3 separate regions of the Mus musculus genome follow, and regions 2 and 3 are each linked to region 1. Evidence: chromatin contacts called from public Hi-C and capture Hi-C data. All regions are on one chromosome and are shown on one strand. The core of a region is the stretch at or near the end of the contact, and the rest is flanking DNA. Distances in the headings are between cores, read along the strand shown.

Evidence for each region. Hi-C and Micro-C count contacts between places; a contact is called where the count stands out from the background. Capture Hi-C pulls out chosen DNA fragments and counts their contacts.
Region 2: a Hi-C map of regulatory T cells shows a contact between it and region 1, with 1.9 times the contacts expected there. The contact joins two enhancer-like sites. A contact is called at or near these places in 4 of 484 Hi-C or Micro-C datasets (CD8 T cells, cardiomyocytes, nephron progenitors and 1 more), 2 of 115 datasets of contacts at active chromatin or transcription factors (pancreatic cancer cells and thymic regulatory T cells) and 1 of 9 other capture datasets (embryonic stem cells).
Region 3: a capture Hi-C map of embryonic stem cells shows a contact between it and region 1, with 3 times the contacts expected there. The contact joins two enhancer-like sites. A contact is called at or near these places in 1 of 484 Hi-C or Micro-C datasets (nephron progenitors), 1 of 115 datasets of contacts at active chromatin or transcription factors (embryonic stem cells) and 1 of 9 other capture datasets (embryonic stem cells).

Annotation. Positions count from the first base shown.
Region 1 is chr16:33,335,864-33,338,731 of GRCm38.p6, reverse strand. No RefSeq gene overlaps it. Among named protein-coding and RNA genes, the nearest start is that of 1700007L15Rik, 43 kb to the left of the region's middle. Within about 2 kb of position 1,306, at least 90 of the 459 cell types and tissues checked have an H3K27ac peak or open chromatin away from gene starts, as enhancers often do. A contact at or near this core is called in CD8 T cells, embryonic stem cells and regulatory T cells, where this site is marked.
Region 2 is chr16:33,605,309-33,608,392 of GRCm38.p6, reverse strand. It overlaps Slc12a8 (solute carrier family 12 (potassium/chloride transporters), member 8), which reads right to left. Exons shown (of 13, transcript NM_134251.3): 6 at 2,140-2,227; 7 at 161-248. Among named protein-coding and RNA genes, the nearest start is that of Heg1, 78 kb to the left of the region's middle. Within about 2 kb of position 1,367, at least 69 of the 459 cell types and tissues checked have an H3K27ac peak or open chromatin away from gene starts, as enhancers often do. A contact at or near this core is called in CD8 T cells and regulatory T cells, where this site is marked.
Region 3 is chr16:33,643,467-33,646,521 of GRCm38.p6, reverse strand. The region is part of intron 9 of Slc12a8 (solute carrier family 12 (potassium/chloride transporters), member 8); the gene reads right to left. Among named protein-coding and RNA genes, the nearest start is that of Heg1, 39 kb to the left of the region's middle. Within about 2 kb of position 1,716, at least 2 of the 459 cell types and tissues checked have an H3K27ac peak or open chromatin away from gene starts, as enhancers often do. A contact at or near this core is called in embryonic stem cells, where this site is marked.

The sequences.
Region 1 (2,868 bases), core at 57-2,556:
AAAGCCAAACAGACACTGTGGACACAGAGTTGCCCTCAATAAATATTTGTTAAACAAGCACATGCATGAATGAATGAACAAACACATCTTGCTTCCTGTGACTCTGGACAGGCCCACATGCTCAGCACATTTAAATTCCTCCTCAAACACCATTGTTCCTCTGGGCCGATGCTCATCTCACAGAGTCTGTTTGCAAGCCTGCCTCCTTCTCTCAAAGGTGAACCTGGTATTACTGAGATAATATGGATTTTAGCAGGCAGTATTTAGGCCGCGTGTTGGAGCTATTAGAGATTGGAAGGATCCACTTGGGCCAGATGCCAGCTTCGTATGTTTAAAACCCTGGTATAGGTTAGGACTGTAGGTAGGTGGGAAGGTGCTTATGAAGGGCACAGGTTCAAGTCCCAACATAAGGGGTACAGATTTAAATAATAGGTTGAGCTTGCTGTGGTATTTTCCCCCTCCAAAAGGTGACTGGCCCTTGATGGAAGTCCTCTATGGCGGTTTCTTTTGTTGTGTTTGTGTGATTTTAATTTTTGTTGTTTTTGTTTTTCTAGACATGGGTTCTCTGTGGAATAGCCCTAGCTGTCCTGGACTTGCTTTGTAGACCTGGCTGGACTCAAACCAGCCTGCTTCTGCCTCCTGAGTGCTGGGATTAAAGGCATGCGCCACCACACCAGGCAAGATTTAAAATTTGTACTGTTATATCTACTTTGTATTTTGCATGTGCGCTTGTGGGCAAGAACTGGTGAATGTCATGTGTATAGAGGTCAGAGGCCAACTTGCAGGAACCGGTTCTTGCCTTCTAGCTGTGGGTTCTGGGGGTAGGGGTTGAACTCAGGTCATCAGACTTGAGGGTGGCGTTTGTGGGCTGAGCCCTCCCACAGACCCTGCTTCCGTCTGATTTTGAGACAGTGTTTCATGACCTCGGCACACTCAGGTAGCTCAGAAACAAACAATCAAACCAAACCAAAACAACGTCCCCCGGCACCACTTTTGCCTTCGGTTCACCTACCTTTCTTGTCTGCGCTTTTTAAATTTAGGAGAGTATTTCCAGGAGACAGTGATCCTGGAGGGAAATTAGAACAAACGCTTCCTGATCGATTACGAGTCACTCGCAAAACCAGGAAATCTCGTATTATAGAGTCATTGTAGATGGTGACGTGTTAGAGATCAAATATAAACAAACAAAAGATGGACTTGGTAGTTGTTGCTTAATGGGCTCAGGGGCGCCCTCCTGTGGGCCAGTCCCTACCCCGGGCCTCCAGAGACTGCGGCCCTCCCCTGAGCTTCCATCTGGAGCCTGGTCTGTTGAATGAAAGGTATGCACATCCTCACCGTAGAGGGAGAGTCGCCAGGTTCAGCTTTCAAACTGCAGAAATGAAGAGCAAGCCAAATGATGACATCACCGTTGGTTTGCGAGGCTGCCTGCCTCCTGGTGGAGGGCACAGAAGCTTCACTTTTGTCCTTGCTGTGGGACTGGCACTGACTGGCCACTTCTGGCTGAAGGTCAGAGCTGAAGCAGACCCACTACCCTTGGAAATCCCTGTCTTGTTTCTGTCCAGACCAAACCTCCTCCTCTTCTTTGTTTCTTTTTGTTGTGTTTTTGTTTTTTTTTTTTCAAGGCAGAGTCTCATGTGGCCCAGGCTGGTCCAGAACTTGCTTTGTAGCTTTGAACTCCCTGATCATTCTGGCTCCACCTACCAAGTGCTGGGGGTTTCAGGTGTCCGACACCATGCCGTGTAGACAGGACACTCTCTAGGCCAGTAGTTCTCAGCCTTCCTAATGCTGTGACCCTTGCATACAGTTCCTCATGTTGTAGTGACCCCCCAACCATAAAATTATTTCATTGCTACTTTGTAATTTGGCTAATTATAAATCACAGTATAAATATCTGATAGGCAACCCCCATGAAGGTCACAACCCACAGGTTGAGAACCACTGCTCTAGAGCATTCTTTAGAGCCCTGTCTCTCTGGGGCAAGACAAGAACAAGGGAGTGAGGGAGCTAAGAGAACCACCGCTTACATTTGTGGGGGGCACCGCCTTAGCCCATAGCCTGCTTCCCAGTGTTCCAGGCAGGGGGATCAGGAGACCAAAGCCAACACCCACTATTGCTCTTAGTCCCTGCCTGCCTTCTAGAATATTCTACCAGCTTCTGGCTAGGGACCAGCTAGTGATTCTATATCATTTCTAGTTTGACATCGAAACCTCTGAGTTTTCAGCCAACATCACAGCAAGGCCAGTCTCCTCCATCCCTCCCTCCCTCCCTTCCTTCCCCACACCCTTTCTTCCTCTCCCCGTCCCCCTCCCCCCCATCTCCCTTCCTCCTGTCGCCTTCCTCATTTTTTATCCTCCAGAGACTATACCTGAATAGACCACACACATTTTCATGATATTTCCTAACGAAAACTAAAGGAGTAAATTGCAAACCTGCATTCATAACTATTTCTGGGTGCTACAAATTGGTGCTAGCCCTTAGCTGTTTTTCTCTGACCACATAGTTTTCCTATCCTTGAGTGAGACCGTCTCAGTCTGCCTCAGCGCATGCCATTGTCCCAGGACTGACCCAGCCTGGGATTGGCGTCCTTTCTAATTACAGAGAAGCACACACACACCCTCCCCCGCCAGGTCCGGTGCATCTGATATTTCATACCCAGTGTTTGGTTCTGGGTGTCAGATTTTAAGATGCACACTGACAGATTGGAGAGAACAACCAGGTAGTGAGGACTCTGGAAACCATCTTATACCAAGAAGGGGAAGAAAGCAAAACAAAACAAAACAAAATGCTCACCCAGGGCTGGAGAGATGGCTCAGCGGTTAAGAGCACTGACTGCTCTTCTGAAGGTCCTGAGTTCAAATCCTAGAAACC
Region 2 (3,084 bases), core at 118-2,617, 270 kb before region 1:
GAGATGTTGCACATTCTCCATATGCCAGCACCCAAAACCTCCAACTTGGTCCTGGGCTGAAGGCAATACAGATTCTCAGACAGAGCTGCAAGAGGAGGCTGTTGGGTGTTGGGTGTTCATGGAACAAGTAAGCCCTTTGGGCAGCACAGGATGCACCCACCTTTTCAGCTATCAGGAAGTCAGAGCGGAGGGCCTCTCGGGTACAGACGGCACCAAGCAGGAAGGCAAAGATGATGTAGAGAAACCACCTGCAAAATCCAAGAGAAAGAGCTGCCATATTGTCCAGCCCCAATCCCACCAAGCCTCAGTTTTCTATGGGAACCTGAGTCATGAAAGAAGGCCAGCCATGGAGCCATGGAGAAGCCTGGGAAGGTGCATTTTGTACTCTTTCTACTCTATAGTGTATTTCTTGGCCAAAAGAAACCAAGGTAGCAGTGGTTTTAATCTTATATTAAGAAAGGGTATTGAAGTGGGGAAATGGGAAGCCCAGCTTCCCGGACTTGGCCAGGGTTGACCTGCTGTCCTGCAGTCCATCTATCTTCCTCCAGTAGAAGAATTACCCAGTCATGTGTTGGACCTCTCCGGTCTCTAGACCACAGGCAACAGTGTACTTAAGTGCTTTTGTTAACTTGGCACAAGCTAGGATCACCTGAAAAGAAGGAACCTCAACTGAGAAAATGTCTCTGTAAGATTGGCCTGTGACCCGTAGGTGAGTATAGCCGGCATTTTCTTGATTAAGGATTGATAGCGGAGGGTACAGCCCACTGTGGGTGGTACCATCCCTAGGCAGATGGTCTGTAAGAAAGCAAGCTGAGCAAGCCAGTAAGCAGCATTCCTTCATCTATCATCTCTGCTTTCCGCTCCTGCCTCCAGTCTGACTTTCCGCCATGATGAATGTATACTGAGATTAACTGTTTCCTCCCCAAGGTCCAGCAACAGAAAGCAAATGAAGACACAGAGGGGAGAATTAACAGGTGAAGCTGTAGAGTGGCTCTGCCATCAAGCTGTTCTGGGTGGCTGACTAAGTCACATGACCCTGAGATCTGCCCATTCCCGGCTGGGCCATGACACACAAGGCTCCTCTGACTTCCAGCTCTGTGTAAAGCAGGACAGGTGCTCATGTGGAACCTCCTCTCTCCCCCTCTCTCATGCTCAGCTCTTCCTGATCGTTTTATGCTCTTCACAATGTCCTTGCCTCTTTTATACACACGGCCTGGTGCCCTGTGCCTGGCTGGCAGCAAGGGACTTGTGTCAGTAAGCATTCACAGGCAGATATTTTAACATTTTCAAGTGCTGTCATTAAAATAGCACAGGCACTGCCAGCTCCTCGTGGCAGGGTTCTTTCTGCCTATGACCTCACTGCATTTCCGCACCTATTCAGTGAAGGCAGAGAGGTGCCCTCCTGCCTACTACACAGGGGAAATAACAGAAGACTCTAGAAGGAAAAAAAACAAAAAACAAAAAACCCAGACTCAAGGTCTTGTTAGTCAGGTGACAGCAGCGTGATAGGAACTAAAACCCCAGAAACCAGCAACTGAGGGAGGGGGAGCCCCATCTCTGAGCTTCTGCTACTTGCATCATGTAGCATCTCCCTCCATTCATTCGGTACACATATGACATGTAGACATCCCCATCCTCTCTCTCTCTCTCTCTCTCTCTCTCTCTCTCTCTCTCTCTCTCTCTCTCCCTCTCTCTCCCCTCCCTCCCTCCCTCTCTCCTTTCATAGAAGCTCAGAAGGCTGACAAATGGAATGCCGATGCTAGTCTATGAGATTACCCAATGCTTCATCCCCATGTTCCCACCATGACCCTGGGAACTCTGAATTAAAAAAAAAAAAAATCCCCAAGTTCAAAAGAAGGTGGAGAAGAGGCAGGGTGGTTGGGGGTGGGGCAAGGAAGGATTATTTTGCATTCATGATCCCCCTCCTCCCACAGCATTCTCAGGCAGGACTGTGAAAGGGCAGCATCAGAACCCACCAGACGTGAATTTTCCAGCCCACCGAGTGTAAAAAGGAGGATTGGAATACGAAATAGGTTGGTCACAGCCAGGGCATTCTCAGAACAAAAGGGGCAGCCCCCTCTTCTGCCTGGGTTTTCTCTCCCATTCTCCAGCTCAGACCAATCTAAGAGGGGAACTTACGAGACGCCAACAGCTGCTAGGGAGCCTAAGGGGACACTGTCAGCAGGGTCTCTCAGGTCTCCTCCCATGTTGAAGCCAGCCATGACTCCTGAAAGACACCCAGACAAGAGATGAAGTGAGGCAGGGTACTCTGTCAATCAAAGAGCTCTCCCCAGGGTGGTCCCTTCTTCTCCTCCAGGCTCTTTCCTAGAAGCTGTCATTTGAAGGACTGCAGGCTGGCCGCCTGTCTATCTCCCTAGGCAACTGGGGAGGCATCTACAGGGATGTGAAAGGGACCTTTGTGGATTGTGCGCTGAGGAGGAAACCCCTCCCTGCTACAAAAGCATCTTATCACTCCATGAAAGTGTTAAGGATGAGGGAGGTGTGATCAGAGCCACACAAAGGTCCTGATGGGGCATTCTGAGCTCTGCCTGCTTGCTTAGCTGGGACAGTGCCCAAGTGGCTCAGCGGGAATCAAAGGGCCTGCAGAGTTCTTCAGCAACTAATTCACAGAGGGTTCAAGCACTTCTGGGGTTAGGTATCATCCAGCAGCCAGGACCAGGTGCCATGTTCAGAGCTACAAATGACAAAAATCTGAGGTGAACACTCTGGCAAATCTTTTCCGTATTACCTCAAGTCCCAAGAACCCCAGTGGAAGCATTGGAAAGGTAAAGGCACTTGGATCTCTGTGAGTCTGAAGCCAGCCTAGTCTACACGGCAAGTTCCAGGACAGCCAAAGAGTCAGAGTGAAAGGAAGCCTGCCTCAAGAAACTACCCATCCCCTACCCTCCCAAAAGATAATGAAAATTAATTCATCCATCCTGGTGAGGGACCAATAGCATGGCTGAGGAGAAGGGAGATGCTTTCTCTCTAGACACACTCAATAGAACAAAGTGTTCTGAAGTAGAGTAAGAGTCTAGCCCATAAGTATGCTCAATCAACTCGGTGTGATGGAGAACGTGGCCA
Region 3 (3,055 bases), core at 467-2,966, 310 kb before region 1:
TTCACAAACTTACTACCAATCCCGCTCTATTTTTATAAGCAAATACCTACACACGCATGTCCCCAGATTTTGTGAATCAGTCTAGAGCTAGCTTCTGTTACTTGCTCACAGAGGAAAAAGGACGAAGGACTTATGGCCTTAGACCAGCACACAGCTGAAAAGAACAGGAAGAAAGGCCAGAGTAGAAGTGGGAGCCTCTCTAGTCTACTGCACATTTGTCTGTATCTGTCATCCAGGGGGACCCCAAGTCTTTCAGATGGAGGGGGTCAGAAGAGGGGAGCTGGGCACCTGGTGTTTGGGTCCTGGTGTGACCACTGGAACTGATGGTCCAGGCTGGCTTTTGTCTACAACAGGATAGTTTTTGCTGCCATCTGACTTCTGGTAATTGAAGCTAGCTTAGCCTGGTCTCTGATACAGCCCAGAAGCTGACAACAGGATCTGAGCACTAATACATACATATTCCAACCCCTTCATCATGGGCTTCAGGGACACTGGAGCTTCTCAGGGTTGAATGTTTTATTTAGCGCTGCATTCTCAATTTACATGATTTCAGATGTGCTCATGGTATTGAACCATGAAAATACATATAGATGGTTTAACATTGTGCTCTACTCACCAAGAGTACCATGCCCTGCGAGCCAAACAACTGAGAACACCGGACTCTGCTGTGTGACTGTGCCTTATTTTGACACTGAACTTCCATAGCTGGTTGCTCAGGAAATGTGTCAACTTCAACGCTTTACTTTCCAGTATCAACTCCTTCTTCAGTCGAAGTACCTTGCATGTACCAGCTCCTCTCTCAGAGCTTCGTCATCTATGCCCTGGTCCTGTCTCACTCACTTGTTTTCTCCTCCTTCTGGGCTGCTTCTGATGGGTAGGAGGTGTCTGGAATCCTGCTGGAATTCTCTTCTCATAGATCCCTTAGCTGCTTGCCTATCATCCACTCTTCAGGTCATAGACCATATCACTGCCTCACAAAAGTTCAACCCTACCACACAAACCTAATTCTTCATACCAGTTGTGTTTCCTTCGTACTATGTCCTTTCTTTCACAGAATTTACTATCACATGCATCTGCATTCTTACATACGTATTATACGTTTCTATGCCCTTGGTGTACATGCATCCATATTGATCTTGAAGCTTGGACTTATAGCTGGCAGTCATTATGCATTTCAGTGCAAGCCTGCTGCTTTTTACTCTGGGCCCTGGGCCCTTTAGAACTAGTCCCTCTGTACATCTGTACTAGTGGAATCTGTAATCACAGCACTAAAGAAGCTAAGGCACAAGGATCATGAATTCTAGGCCAGTCTGGGCTACCCAAAGAGACAATGTCTTAAAATAAAAAAAATAAAATAAAATAAAAAACTAAACTGAAGCAGAGGTATCCTCAATGAAGCATATCAGATTAATCACATTGCTTCACACCCAGACTAATATGGTTGAACATGACAGGTCCCCCACAAGCTCTTGTACTGGGGGCTCACTTGCCTGCTGATGGATTTTCAGGGAAAGCAATTGGATCATGAGAGCCATGATGTTGTAGGTGGATTAACCATTGATGGTTTCATAACTTGATAACATTTGTAGGAGGTGAGAGAACCACTAGAAGAGTATCTTGGTTGGAAGAAGAAGGTGACTCTGATGGGGGTGTGCCTCTGAGGGTGTATGTTGTTCCCTGTCCCTTCTTGCCTTTCTCTCACTGCTCACTATCCTTATGAGGTGAGTAGCCTGATCTACATGCACCTACCACTGTGACATTCTGCAACACCACGGGCTCAGAAGGAGCCCAACAATGATAGCGAAAGCCACTTTAGTGACACCACTAAAAAGTAAAGCAACTGAGCCTTCTCTTTAACTCACTGTCCTTGGGGATTTGTTAACAGTAACAGAAAGTCTGACACTTTGCCCTTTACTGTTGTAGCTTTTACCATCTTCCTGGTTATCTATCTCTTGCCCTTCTCTGAGTAAGGAGGCAAGCTTCTAGACTTTCCTGTCAGGGATCATCAGGGTTAGGTTAATTAACATAGGAAGACCCACCCTAAAAGAGAATGGTGGCATTCTTTGAGTTTGAATGCTAGACCAAATGGAACCTCATAAAATTGCAAAGCTTCTGTAAAGCAAAGGACACTGTCAATAGGACAAGAAAAAAAAAGGCAACCAACATATTAGGAAAAGATCTTTACCAATCCTACATTTGATAGAAGGCTAATCTCCAATATATAAAAAGAACTCAAAAAGTTAGACTCCAGAGAATCAAATAACCCTATTAAATAATGGGGTAGAGAGCTAAAACAAAGAATTCTCAACTGAGGAATATCGAATGGCTGAGAAGCACCTAAAGAAATGTTCAACACCTTTAGTCATCAGGGAAATGTAAATCAAAACAACTCTGAGATTCCACCTCACACCAGTCAGAATGGCTAAGATCAAAAACTCAGGTGAGAGCAGATGCTGGCAAAGATGTGGAGAAAGAGGAACACTTCTCCATTGTTGGTGGGATTGCAAACAAGCTGGTACAACCACTCTGGAAATCAGTCTCGAGTTTCCTCAGAAAATTGGACACAGTACTACCTGAAGACCCAGCTATACCACTCCTGGGCATATACCCAGAAGATGCTCCAATATATAACAAGGACATATGTTCCACTACGTTCGTAGCAACCTTATTTATAATAGCCAGAAGCTGAAAAGAGCCCAGATGTCCTTCAACAGAGGAATGGATACAGAAAATGTGGTGCATTTATACAATGGAGAACTGCTCAGCTATTAAAAACAATGACTTCATGAAATTCTTAGGCAAATGGATGGAACTAGAAAATATCATCCTGAGTGAGGTAACCCAATCACAAAAAGCCACACATGGTATGCACTCACTGATAAGTAGATATTAGCCCAAAAGCTTGGAATACCTAAGATACAATTTACAGACCACATGAAGCTCAAGATGAAGGAAGACAGAAGTGTGTATACTTCAGTGCTTCTTTAGAAGGGTGAACAAAATACTCACAAGAGGAAATATGGAGACAACGTGTAGAACAGATACTGAAGGAAAG